2 separate regions of the Mus musculus genome follow, and region 1 is linked to region 2. A link is a contact called in public Hi-C data. All regions are on one chromosome and are shown on one strand. The core of a region is the stretch at or near the end of the contact, and the rest is flanking DNA. Distances in the headings are between cores, read along the strand shown.

What was found. A called contact is a pair of places that touch in the nucleus more often than the background predicts.
Region 1: a contact with region 2 is called in a Hi-C map of cerebellar granule neurons, with 2.1 times the contacts expected there. The contact joins two enhancer-like sites. A contact is called at or near these places in 2 of 484 Hi-C or Micro-C datasets (cerebellar granule neurons and cerebellum) and 2 of 9 other capture datasets (adipose tissue and pancreatic islet).

The regions. Positions count from the first base shown.
Region 1 is chr10:13,835,232-13,841,839 of GRCm38.p6, forward strand. All of the region lies in intron 1 of Aig1 (androgen-induced 1), which reads right to left. Among named protein-coding and RNA genes, the nearest start is that of Aig1, 30 kb to the right of the region's middle. Within about 2 kb of position 2,235, at least 38 of the 459 cell types and tissues checked have an H3K27ac peak or open chromatin away from gene starts, as enhancers often do. A contact at or near this core is called in cerebellar granule neurons and cerebellum, where this site is marked.
Region 2 is chr10:13,708,869-13,716,464 of GRCm38.p6, forward strand. The region is part of intron 3 of Aig1 (androgen-induced 1); the gene reads right to left. Among named protein-coding and RNA genes, the nearest start is that of Aig1, 160 kb to the right of the region's middle. Within about 2 kb of position 5,828, at least 45 of the 459 cell types and tissues checked have an H3K27ac peak or open chromatin away from gene starts, as enhancers often do. A contact at or near this core is called in cerebellar granule neurons and cerebellum, where this site is marked.

The sequences.
Region 1 (6,608 bases), core at 985-3,484, 120 kb after region 2:
AGATTGGAGACCCACTCTAAATGTAGGAGCCACCACACCTTAGCCTGGGGTCCTAGAATGAACCAAATACAGAAAGTGAGCAGGGTACCCACATTCATACCTCTCTCTCTCTCTCTCTCTCTCTCTCTCTCTCTCTCTCTCTCTCTCTCTCTCTCTCTCTTTCCCTCCCTCCCTCCTTCTCTCTCCCTCTCTCTCTCTCTCTCCTTGTCTCTGGCTGCCAAGGTAACCCCTTTCTTACCTTGCTTCATCAGCAACCTTGTCTCAACCATGAGGAAAGTCATTAATATTCTAAACAACAGAACTTGAACAGCTAATGGTATGCAGAATCAAAGTGTATCCTCGCCCTATGCAACGTGTCACCGAACGCATTTGTCCACTCACAAGTACTTGGTGGCTTCCCTGCATCTCTAGTCATCCCATTTGCCTCTCTCCTGCCTGCATACAGTGACCTCAACCTCCCCAGAACTCCTATGAGCACTTCTCCAAGTGAGAATGCACCAAGGAGAGGGAGGCAAGACGAATGGTTTCCTAGAGCCTCAGCCTAAGGAGAAAGAGGGAACTTGGCTGGTAGTTAGTGTTTCTTTAACAGAACAAGTCAGGGATGCAAATCCATGGTAATATGCTTGCCTGAGATGATAAAGGTCATGGGATCCTAATACCCACCAAAGAATGGAACAGTCTGTTGTTAGCTTTCATCATCAAAAGATGATGTAACATGTCTAAAACATTCCACCATTCCTTCACCAGTGAGTTGACTTTGGGTTATTTGCTTAAAGAAACAGTTGGCCAATACTGAAACACGATTTGGATTTCTACTACATTTACTAGAGTTTGATTCCCATGGACAGTTACCAGATCCCACGGGGAACATCTAATGCCTCAAAGTACTACCCTGTCTTCTTGAAACTCACCACACTGCTTACAGTGTAATTTTACATGGAGACGCACATGCGAGTCTTAAGCAGGGTTACCTTGAAGAATCATTTGGCTCCAACCACTCTGCAGAGCTGGCATTTCCAACCCGTCAGCTCAGCATGACCTGGATGTACACCATCTGGCCGTGCGTTTCTAGCAGGCTGGTTGCTTGTGTTGTTTTCCACCACATGGAAACTCAGTGGCCCATTGCATCCTGTCGCTCCCAAGAATTGATCAGAAAACAAAACCATCTCAGGGTATTCTGGAGCCACTGAGTGTTTGATCCTCTAGAACGTGCATTCTCCACAGTCCTTCTGCACTGCTTCTCCACCTCCCCTTCCTATCCGGAAGTCATGTCTTACTTAATGATCCACTTATGAATGAGGGCTCATTTTCACGAGAATAAATATTCCATGCATATTTTCACACACTATCAATTTGAAATAAAGATTGAGTGGCATTTTCTTTTTCTGTGGAATGTATTAAATGCTTGCCATATTCTGTACATTGGGGGAAAGTCCCTAGACTCCTAGCATCTATTCCTAAACAGATACGGTCTTTCTGTCCAGAACATATTTTATTTGACTCCAGTATACCTGCAGTTTATTAAATGGAATGAAATTGCTTTAAATTATAGTTCATTCATCAAATTATGTTATTAACTGGTTAGTATTTTAAATATTCCTACTGAACTGAACTCAAGTAAGAGACAAAACTGCACCAAAATAGAGAAAAAAATAAAAGCAACATGTGAAGTAAGAAATGCAAACATTACTTACAGAATTTTAAGAGAGCAGAGTGTAGCTGCCTTGATTTGATCTATTAGGGTTTCCTGGCTCCTGTCTACACTAGTAGCGGTGCTGTCCTTCTAAAAGACGGGGCAAGGAGTGCCATGTGGGTCTTGGAGACCCTGTTATTTTCAAGTTAGCTTTTACCGTAGTACACAGAAGCAACACGATGGAGGGAGCTCAAGGGTGGGGTGGCAACGGGAAGTGAAGTGGCACGGGGCATGGAACGAGGAACTGGGGAGAGAACAGATGGGAAGGAGGCAGCCAGAGTTATCGTGTTATACATAAAGGCCTGGAGGAGCTTCTGTGAGACAAGAGCATTAATTAAGGCGGAAATGATGAAGAAATAAAAAACCAAACCTACCTGGGATTTTCTAGTTAGAGACTATAAGGGCATAACCTGGCATTGGATGAATCTATGTATATTGCAAAGAATATATACAATGCAAAGAAGAGAAGACAGTAGACTGTATGTTGTTTATTTATTCCTATAGTCTGACTACATGTGCCATATACATACATATATGATATACACATATGTGACACATACATATATGTGACATATACATATATAGGACAGATGTTTGTGTGACATACACATATATAAAATGAATTATATATCTGGAAGACACAGAGATTTCTCCCCTGCAGAAAAGTCAATAAAACCTTCAGGAAAGTGGTATGAACTCTGGCCCCTCCTGTATTTTTTCCTCCCATCATATGAAGCCTCGCAGTGCAGGAATGGCTGTTTTGTTTTTAGTTCCCAAAAGCTGCAGTGATCTTCTTACTGGAAACCAGCCCCTACAGTGTCTGTGTGGGAGGGGGGAGCTTCCTGAAGGAGTTGGGCAACACATGGGAAGGAGAGACACACCATCACCCAGAGGGACTGTAACACAAGCTCTTTGAGGAAGTCCCCCCTTCCACAGCTCTCTGACTCCTTAGTAATGCATGTCTTCTCCTGTCATGGGATCAAGAGCGAAGGCCAAAAGTAACTCAGCAGCACGAGGTAAGCGACTCACTGCAGAGCCGGACAGGAGAGCTCCGCAGAGATCTGCCGTGCGTTTGTTTTCACGGTCTTCCCCCCAGGCACGTCTGAACATCTTATAGCCATTGCACAGTCACAAAGTGGGCGGTCATCCGTGACTGGGGGATCCATGACCGGTTACATGTTTAAATGCTACACTGCAAAGTCATCAATGTGTTTAAAAGTATTTCATGCTCCCTCCCGCTGAGACTATGTCCATCAATTCCCCGGCTGGTGAATTGTCCTCCCTGACCCGTGGAGGTCAGCCTCACCAAGCCAACATGGACCTATCACGCAAATGACTGAAAGTGTCACCTAAGTGACCTGCTTGGAGCCTGGCCATTTTCAAGAAGCCTTTACCACAGGCATTTCTGAGGAGATGGACTAACTGCACCACGAAGCTCCGTGGTTTGCAGGCTGTGATTTAAAACCCCCCCGCTCATGTGCGCAGATGTTTACCTCATAGCACTCCGTCTCATTACTGGAAATCTATGGAACGAGCCATAAGTCAGCACTAGCAAGAGATACATTTGGCCATAACAAAAGAATGATAATCCTTTCAGTCAGAAATAATATGCTATGATAAGCAGCATGGGAAGACAAGACTTGTCAAGGAAAATCGTAACAATATTTAAGTACAAGGTGGACAGTTACCTAGAGAAGGTATTGACATATGTTCCCCACAGGCAAGGGTACAGTCAAACCACACTGCATAAAAACTCAGTAAGGGGACAGCAGCCAACTTTCCACGGACTCCCTTCTCTGGAGCAAATGATGATAGGAAGTGCCCAACCTGCCAGTGTTCCGCCTCCATGTCCACAGCTACTGGGAGGGTCCTACTCTGACACCACGAACTACTCAAAAAGTGGAGACGTTTATAGAGTTCATATAAACTGTTAGTGCAGCAGGGATCCTTGTTAACCTGGAATTAAAACCACTATTGATCGCTTAAACAAGTATTTATTGATTAACCACTAGCTACAAACTCTAAGTAAACTGTAAGTGAGGAAATGCAGGCTGTTAAATGGTTGTGCATTTGCTGTCTAGAATATGTCCAGACAGGCCTAACCTCCAACATACTAGTGTCTGTATTTGCCAAATATATGATGTGTAGTTTCAGCACATTAATAGCAGGGAGTCATTATGCAGGGGAAGGGAGGATGCATTTAGGAGTAGAAATGTTTGTAAAAGTGAATTAAATCTTCTAATACCATAAAATACATTCCAAGTTTTTACTTATCAAGACAATTTATCTCACAGATGGCTTCAGCACCGGATGACATCATTAAAGGGCTACAGAATCTAAAACCTAAATCAAAGATGCTCTTGACCCGAGTCAGGATCAGATGGGATCTTAACTGATATGTGACCTAAAATCAGACAACAACCCAGAACCTGTGTGGGACGTGTACACGGCAACAGAAAGTGAATGCGAAATTGCATGAATAAAGCCAATTAGCTAAGAACCCCTAACCTCAGAAATGTCTCTTGTAAGTATTTTAAATCTATGACATGCTCTTTCCAACATTCTGTCTATATAATTCAGGTGTAGATGAAGGCAAAACTGTCTCTAAATACTGATCTTTATCATGGGAAATAGGACCTCCTAGGCAAATGTTTCAAGATAAGTTTTATAAGGTTTTGCCCCTTCTCAGACATTATCTGCTCCAATTGGCGACTTCCACATTATACTGACCTTCAAATAGAACACCTTGGAGTTTGCCAGTGTACGTGGTAAACTCCCACAAGTAGTTGAATCATATTTTCAAGTTTGCTTTTTGTTATTTATTATTACACAATTTTTGTTGTGTAGTTATTTATTAACTACAGAATATATGCCTTTAGATTAAGTAGATTTATGTGGGCTCTAGGTCCTTTCAGTTTGAGAAAGTATATGACTAGTGCTACAAGAATCCCACTACCATCCAAGTGAAATGGCAGCATGGATCTTAGATACATTAAAAATACCTAAGATACTTCATAATTTCATAGTGACAGAAAAAAAGAGAATGTGAGAGTTCTCGTTTGTATGAGGAATGCAAACAAGTGTTTATTTTTGTTCTATACCTTTGGGAAACAAGGACAAATTTCGTCAAGTTGGAGCCACACACCCTTATGAACAGCCTTCTGCATGCCTCACAGAACACCAACTAGGAGATGGCATGGAACAAGGGAACTACAGGCATGCCTCTCTCCTTTATCATGACCTGCTTTTAAAGGAAAAAGTAAGTACCTTTTTTATATAGGCACTTACTTATAAAGGCATTAGTATGTGCTTTTAGATTAAGAGGATGTATGTGGGCCCAGGGTCATTTCCGTTTGGGACAGTATGAGACTGATGGACTATGGTGCTTTGCAGTGCAAGGTCACTGGGGTACAGAGGTGTCAAATGAATAATTAGAGATAGATCATGTAGCTCAGACGGTCAGAGAAAAGCCTGAAGCCCAATGAGAAGCAGGAGAGGCGGGTATTGGGAGGTGTGAACATCTGGGAGATGGGAGCCCATAGCCCCAGAATAAATTCAGGCTATTTACATTGAAAAGATCCAAGTGTGGCTATAGCAAATAGGTCCCAAAGAAAGATTGTAGAATAAATCTCACATATTAATTATGTTCTCATATACACTGGGCAAAAGAAAGAGAGAAAGAGAATACATCAGAATCAAAATGCCTGTTCCCAGTCAGTCACTCAGGAGCTGTCGCAACGAGATAGACAGTTTTAGGCCTGCCTTGGCAATTCCCAGATCGAAATGAAAAACTTTTGGAAAGACCTGCTGGTTGGTGGTGGTGCATACCGTTAATCCCACCACTCAGGAGGCAGAGGTAGGTGGAACTCTTAGTTTGAGGCTAGTCTGGTCTACAGCTTGAGTTCCAGGACAGCCAAGGCTACACAGAGAAACCCCATGTGAAAAAATAAAAAACAAACATCAGTAAGAAAAATCTTTTAAAAGGCTAAGGATATACCCCAGTGGTAGAGGGCTGGCCTACCATAAACACGGCCTTAGGTTCCCAGGACTAGGAAAGGAAGTTTTAAAAAAGATTATAGATTTGAAAATTCTACTAAATAGGTATAAAAGCATCATATGTTTATAAAATAATGACTATGGACTGATTGTTTCGAATAACTAGAAATATAAGCGGAAATTTCTTGGCTCAGACATCTTTTTGACTAAAGTGATACCTTCTGTATTTGCTTTGTTCTCATAAACATATAATGTATATGTGTAAACACTAAAAGAGAACACTCACTAGCCAAATCTGTACATGAACAAAACTATATTTTTAAAAGGTTGAATATACCAATATAAGATACAGTTACATCACAACACTGGTTACACTGCAATCGCTCTGGATAAAAGGAAGAAACGAAGCCAACGTCCCCTGGAGAAATTCCACCAGGCATTAATACAGTACACAGTACCTCCTCTAGAAGCATCTATCTGGAAATTTTTAAGAAAAAATAATCCAAGAGCCACAAATCAAAAAATAAAGTGCAATTTAAAATTTTAAACTCAATAAGAAATAGGGGTAAGAAGCTAAGGCCTCAGAAAACAAACTGTAGGATCTACGCTGACTGGTGAGTTCCATTAATTTGGACAGCTAGCAATCATTTCCTCGCTAGAAAACAAAACAAAACAATAATTGCTAAAGAAGAGAAATTTAAAAACACACTAAATTTTACAACTGAACCCATACCAAGATCTATATTACATGTCAATTATTCCTGGGGGAGACAATAAGTTGATGGAAAATTTTGTATACTATGTTAAATTTTACTTCAGCTTGGCATGTGTTCTTGAATTTTGGTCCTTGATAAAACACAGCTAACATTACCAGGTACCAAGGATTTATGCCACATATTCTCCACCCTTGGATTTAGGA
Region 2 (7,596 bases), core at 4,578-7,077:
CTTGTATATTCATTTTCTTGAGCATATGCTGGGCTGAGGAACTGCTGAATCACCTTTGACCCAAGACCCTTGCCTTCAAAAACCAAGGAAAACAAAAGAGCTTCCCAAAGCCACATGGCCATTTCTCTCCCTTCTGAGGACTGTGAGATTCATTTGTTCCATGACTTTGCTGGCACTAACCTTTTCTTTTTATTTCAGTGGTTCTCATATCTATCTTTAAAATTGCAAGGTTACTTTGGTAGGTTATCCATCGGGTTCCTTGGGGAGCTAGCTCTGAGATGAAAATTAGCATGCAGTAGTTTCTTAGTGTACGTTCTGCAGAACTACCACCTTTCAGATGGAAAAGAAGAAAGGGCCATGAAGCAAGGAAGACATGGGCTTCATAAAACAACAAAGTCCCAGGCAACCTATCAGGGGCTAGGAAGTGAGGATTGCTCCCCACAGTTAACACAAGCTGGAGTACATAGCCCAGGTCTTTAGACTGTCATCATGAACTACTTATAGGATATAGGCTGCTATAGGTAAGATGGTCTGTCCTTTAGTGGGGTGCTGCTTTTCATATGGTTCGTGAAGGAAGTTTAGGCAGAGGGTGAAAACCTACAGCACTCCCAGCACTGAGGAAGTACATTGTTTGATCCCCAAATAAAACCCTAAATGGCATAGCATAGAAGGCTACCAAACATGGTTAATTCTATACTAAGTGATGCAGCTGCTTTGAATCTCTGCTTGTAAAATCCACAGACTGAAACCTACAGTGAGCAGACTCTGACAATTTCCAAGTGCACAGCAGGGGTAGGAGTTTGCCCACGTTGCCTTTATGGGCGTTTTTGCTTTTAGGAGGGATGAAGCTAGTTAGCACATAGTAAAATTCCTTGTTGATACCTACTGGATGTTGTTATCAGCTACTGAATCTTCATACATGGTTCCACATGGCAAATAAATCTTTTGACATGTAACTGGATTGCCTGTCAGCCAGGGCCTAGCCTCTCTTTAAAGCTTATTAGATTCTCATAGCTATTTAACACCTTACTCAACTGAATAAATCTCAGGCTAGACCATCTACTTTTGAGCACTATGGTATTGAGGTTCAACAGATAATGCCAGGTAAACAACGTCAGAGACTTAACACCCCATGAGGAGGTGCTTGCGGGTCTAAGGCTAGATGGAAGTAAGCTTCTAGCTCTGCAATGGGAGCCCAAGAAGCCAAATTTCATTTGCATGTCTCCACTACACTTCACAACCTCAGCTTCTGCTAATTTATACACCTTTCAATATCTTAAGCAACGTATTTTACAACGCACACACACACACACAGACTGACACAGACAAAGTCATAATAATCTCCATTTTGCCATATTATTCAAGGCAATAGACTCTGGTCAGCTGCAGAGCAGTTTGAGATCTGAAGCGTGAGCCCTGGTCTCAGGAGCTCAGCTAACTCAAGAAACCAGGCATTTTCATTAGCTTAAGCAGCCTGAGAAGGGTGGAGGTAAATTTTCCTACAATTATTAATTGATAATTTATAGTTCCCTATACTTAAAGCTCAAGCACAGCTATGAATGCTTTTCTACAACTATTTTTGTTGATCTCTATCTAGAAGGTAGGATCCCAGTGAATGATTAAGTCAACAGAAACATCCCTGAGGTGTAATTCGTAAAGAGAAAGCATGTGACTTCGCCCGGAAGCCTGCCTTATTCATGGAGACTGGATCTTGAAGTAAGGCAGAATAGAGGGGGAGGTAGATCGGAGAGACTGCTCAATAGTGACGTGCACAACAGACCACTGGTTCCAAGGACTCACTTCAGACAGCTCACAGTCAGCTGTAATCCCACTCACGGGTAGTGGTGGTGCTGGTATCCTCTTCTGGCCTCTGAAGGGACCTACCAGCATGTACACATATATACACATAGACACACATACATGTGTAAGTAAACTAAAAAACAAAATCAAAGAAAGACAGGGAAAATTAAGGTGACATGGGAATGAGAAAATGGTCTGACTGAAGTCTCTATTCAGTCAGGAATACCGATGCATCTGACAAAGTCCACTGTGAAGATGGACTCTATAGAAATGGTTCTTTTATAATAATATTTAAAATACATGACAGAAAACCAGGCTGAAACCTTAAGAGTAGGTGACTTTGAGTTGAACCTTACTCCAAGACTCCCAAACGAGGAGAGAAACTTTATTTGTAGTCAAAACTCATGCTTGACTTCCTTCCCACTTACACATGATGACGATCCCGCAGCCTGTCTAAGCTGGACTCTTAGATTATGAGCCTAGAATGACAAGCATGCCTCAGAAACCAGGCCATGATGCCACTCACCAAACAAACAAACAAACAAACAAGATAAACCACCACTAACAACAACAAAAACAAAACCAGAAAGAAAAAGAAAAGTGTCCTAAAAGTCAATCCCTTGAACATTGTAACTTCGAAGACACCAAAGTTGTGAACATGGCTGTTTCTGTGACACTGGAGTGGCTCTTTTGGGATGCCTATCTCGATGTCTTGAATGTGCACTGTTCTTTCCCTAAGAACCACCCCCACCGACTAACAGTCATGTTTAAATCTATGGTAAAACCGCTTCTTAATTAATTCCAGCTTTTCTTCATTCCGACTTGTACTGAAATTCTTGTCTGTGGTGAAGTCACAAATCCAGGCCTCCTGTTAAAAGAGGTCTCTCAGAAGATCTCCCCTGCCCCGCCCCCAGTCTCCTCAGGTAGCAGCACTAAGCTGTGTCTCCTGTGCCCACTACCGCTGGCCTAAGAGCTGAAGTGTGCTTCTCTCTCAAGTGCCGTTCTTGCTCTGACCAGTGTACTTCCCTGACCTCACCTGTTCTCACTTTGATAGCAAAGAATCTAAGATATGTGGCAGTTATTTAAGAAGAGAGAAGGGTGAACTGGAGGCTAACTTTGAGCCTTGAGAATTACTGTAGTCTCAGAAAAGGAGAAGTGGGGTAGAGACCAACCATGGAAGAAAGACTACTCGAGATGTTTCAGACAAGGAACATGATGGAGTAGATGGACTAGGCATAAGAGTTCCTAGATCATGGATGTAATGAAAGAGAGTTACGGAGTCTGGCAAGAGCGGGACACCATCCTATAGCGATAAGCACTCTGTGGGTTATGAAGGAGAAACTGGCTGAAACCATCAACTAGTTCAATAAATGTTATGAGAAATTCATGAAGATGATCCCAAGAGTAGAGAATGGCTGATTGGGAGAAATAAGAGTGATTAAATATTCCCGGCATTAAGGAAAGACAAGCCATTGGACACAGCCAAGATGTGGACTCTGAGAACCCTTTTCTACACCCTAACTCACCAAGGATGGTGACCTGACCCTCAGTCGTGCTTGAAGAATGTGTGCATAGATGTTGATATGCTTCACGCCTTGTGCATGCACGTTTTACAAAATGAGGAGGGGAGGGGAAGAAGTGGAGGGGAGGGGAAGCAGGAAGGAGAGAAGGAGGGAGGGAAGGAAGAGAGTGGAGGGAAAGAAGTAGGGGAGGAGGGAAGGAGAGAAGGGGAAGGGAGGGAGGGGAGTGAAGGGAAAGGGAAGGGGTAGGGGTAAGTGAAAGGTCAGCAAGCATAAGGCTTTCTGGCTCCCAGGTGAATGGCTCGGGCTTAAGTGCTTTGAGCCCCGCTTGAATTGGTTCTTGATTGGATTGTCCTTGATTAGTTAATGGTCACCTTTGCGCCTTTACTGAGGTATAATTGACAGAGGGGCACTGAATACAACTTGATGTTTCGACAAATGTATACACCGTAAAAATCATTGTCCAAATCAGGGTAACCAACATATCCATCACTGCGTGTAAGTGTTGCGGGGAGTGTGTGGGTGCCCGTGAGCGTGTGTGCACATGTAAGTGCGAGATTCAGGTTCCTTGATTAACTCAGATTAGGCCACCTTGGAGGACTTGAGTTTAATACAAAGTGACTAGGCCGAATTCTTATTTTTATTTCCTTTTAATCCATCACCCTCAGAGTATCCCAGATAGGCAGGATTCTAAGTCAGGATAAAGAAAAGAAATGTCACAGAGTGACACTTAGCAGCGCTGGCTTGGTGACACCTAATCCTTAGTAAAGGAAATCAAACGTGAATGCGAAGGCTGCAGCTCACAGCCTCTCAGGGACAGATGGGAAGAAGTCAACTCAGAATTAGCAGGTACAAGTGACTTCCTAATGGCAAGCATTCTTTCCTGGAGTGAGGGCATGGGTGGGGACCCACCTTGCAGACACACAGGGGATGCAGAAAGCACAAGCCTGACTTTCTGTCATTGTAAGTTCACAGGGAGGGCAGAGGGATGCCTGGTCCTTTCTGCAGGTCTCTCAGAAATCCATCTCCTCCTAGTGAAGTAGATTGTAGGCAGCCCTTGCCAAACTTAAATTGCATCCATGTTACAGAGGAAAGAGGCTTTAGCACATTCCTTTGGGGAATGGGAGCAATTTATTTTGTTTGTTTCTAATGGAGAGGGTTAGTTCCAGAATCTCACTGTGAGGTCTGAGAGTAAGTTGAAGACCGCCAGGCAACAAGAGGGGGAGAGAGAAATAGAATGACGAGAGGCTCTTGGGCTTTATCAGGTGATGGAGACAGCAGGAGCACCCAGTTTTAAAGCCAAGGCATAAAGTACCATTCTTGACTTTACATCAGGAATACATTAAGCCCAATACCGTATGACTGGGCATGCTTTCCCAATTCTATGATTTAGAAAATAGGTGAGAGAGAGAGAGAGAGAGAGAGAGGGCGGGGGAGAGGGAGAGAATGAGTGTGTTTATGTGATTGTGAGCATGAGTGAGAACAGGTGTGTGTTTGTGTGTGCATGTGTATTTGTTTGCATGTAGAAGCCAGGCACAGACAGGGGTGTCTCCCTACATCACTCTCTGCTTTAGTTTTTGAGGCAGGGTCTCCCACTGAACTTGAAGCTTACCAGTTTCGATAGCTGACAGGCCATCTAGACTCCAGATCTGCCCACCTCTACCTGACTCTGAGTCCCTGTTGTACACAGGGACTGTGGTTCCAAACTCAGGTTCTTATTGCTGGAGCAGCACACAGTTCACCAGCAGCACCACCTGCCTTCCTAGCCCGGATGATTGCTTTTGGTTTTCAAATGAACCCATCTCCACAACTCAGCACAATTGACTGTAGCAACTTTGGGGTAGTGTGGGGCAGGTGCGTGCGTGTGCATGTGTGTGTGCGTGTGTGTGTTTGTGTGTGTGTGTTGCTTTGTTTTTCTCTCCTTGCCACTCAGATAGCTCTGGGCTTGTGGCTTGCCTGCCTTTTGAGGAAAGAGAAAGAACACAAACGAAAATGACCCGGGCGATAATGTGAATCTGAAAAGACTGCGACTTCCTAGCGTGTAACTGGGGATTAGGAAACATCAAGACAAAAGCTCTCATCTACTGGTCTCCCTGGAAAACTGATTTTACAATATAATTTACTTCTGAAGGGTGGGCTCTGTCTCCTCCTAGGAGAGGGGTCTTGTCACAGAAAGCAGAGAACATCAGCACATGGCCTCAAAGATTAACACGGGTGGCGTAAATAAGAAAAACATCTCCCTTTCAGCCTTCCCAAGCCTCTAATGAGACCCTGGCAGCTTCAGTGATATATGGCCTTTTTTTTTTTTTTTTTTTTTTTTTTTTTTTTTTTAGTTTCAGCAGAAAGCAGTATGCTTTGGGTCTTCAGAATACTGTTTGATAGCTTCACAGAAACCAATCAATAACATCCAGGTAACATTTTCTGCAAGGCACATAAATCCTGGCCTAGGGAGCCCAGCTGTTGTGAAATTCTGGATGGGTTCCAGTTTCCACCCAGGGAGTCTCAAGGCAACGATCCTGAATGTGGGGCTTTGTCTGGATTTCAAGGGAACATAATCGGGTGACATCTGGTCCCCCACCTTGTGCTGGCTCGGCCACACTTCATCCGCCATGGCTCTGGGCACCTCCTGCAGGGTTTCCTGTGAGTGCCAAGCACCAGAGCCCTGCCAGTCACCAGCTGCCAATCAGTTTTTCACAGTGGGGGACAAAAAGCAAACTTGGGGCCTTGACGATGCCTGCTGGGAACAACTCATAAAAATGATCTTCAAATGTAATTTGGATCCCTCTGCCCCACACGTTACCGGACATCGGACAAAAGAGAATTTACAAAAATAACTGACGGGAGGAAAAAGGATCTGTGGAGAGCAAGGAAAAGGACCAGAAAAGAGCAGTGTGGGGCACAAGCTGGTGGAGAGGTAAGGAATGAGTGGGAGTGAATGATAAACACACAGAAGGGCATGCTCCCATGCAACAGCTAGCAGTTTCACACGCAAATCCTCGGACTTTTCTTTTCAAATAAAAGCGCATGCTGATGCAAGGATGAGGTGAAAACCCTGTGGCTGTGGTCACTGGAGAAAGAATATAACACAGCCAGCAGCTTGACAGCACATTTCCCTATTACACATGATCTTAAACCCCATTCCAAGGACTGCCATTCAAGTTCTGGAAATCTAAGCTAAAGAAATAATCATTCGTCTACGAAAAACAAACAAACAAACAAACAAACAAACACAAGATAAAATACAGACTTCCTCAGCTACAGCAGCAAAGGTGTTTCCCCATGCTTTACACACTAGCAAAATTATTTTTAAAACATTATCTTAATTATCCCTAAGGAGTGAATCGTTCTTAAACTAAGATATGGCTAATTATGAACTAACAAGATATTTAAAAATGTTTAGACACTGAAAAATAGTTATCCAATTGAGTTTCCTCGAACTTCCTTGTAAAACACTCTACAATGAATGCACTTATAATAGCAGCAGCGAGGAGCGTCGAGCGCTCCTCTTTCTGTTCATATGTGTGCACACAGGTGTGTGTGTCATGGAGCAAGTGTGGAGGTCAGAGGGTGGCTTGTGGGACACAATTCTCACCTTCCACCACATGAGTCCAAGGGACTGAGCTCAGGTTTCGGGTGTGGCAGCAAAAATCTTTCCCTGCTGAGCCTTCTTGTTGGCCCTGTTACATATACATATTAGGTGTTTTTTACTTTGTGTGTATAACACCATTGGTAGTAGTATTATAGATAAACTAATAAAAGTCCATGAATACATTAGACCTTTATAGGAAAATGAGGAAGAGAGCATTTTTAAAGAGACAGAAACATGAAGAAACAGGACAAGGCTTAGACTATTCACTGAGAAAAGTCAGGAAGTGAGAGAGCAAATGGGAAAATTCTCAAAGCAAAAATAAACTAGGGTGAGAAGGAAAACCTAGTATCAGACACACAGAGAACAAACAGGAAACATTATCAGATTCAAGTGCAGCAATTTCACATAGGTCACCTTTTCCTCTCAAAGGGAACTGGTTAAAGGTTGTTCTTGTGATGCTAGCATAAGTCCATATTGACCTTTCAACACATAAGAGTCCAGGACAACCTGGCTCAGGGCACTTGCCCACAAGTAATTTTCCCTTACATGTACAAAATCATGACCCAAAGAGTCATTACAAGTTCCAGTGGGTCTCGTGGGACACCAGTGCCCTAATACACACTTGGGTGGCTGCCAGCCTGATGATTAGCCCCGCTTGTTGCTGATGTTTGTTTTGTAAGAATATAC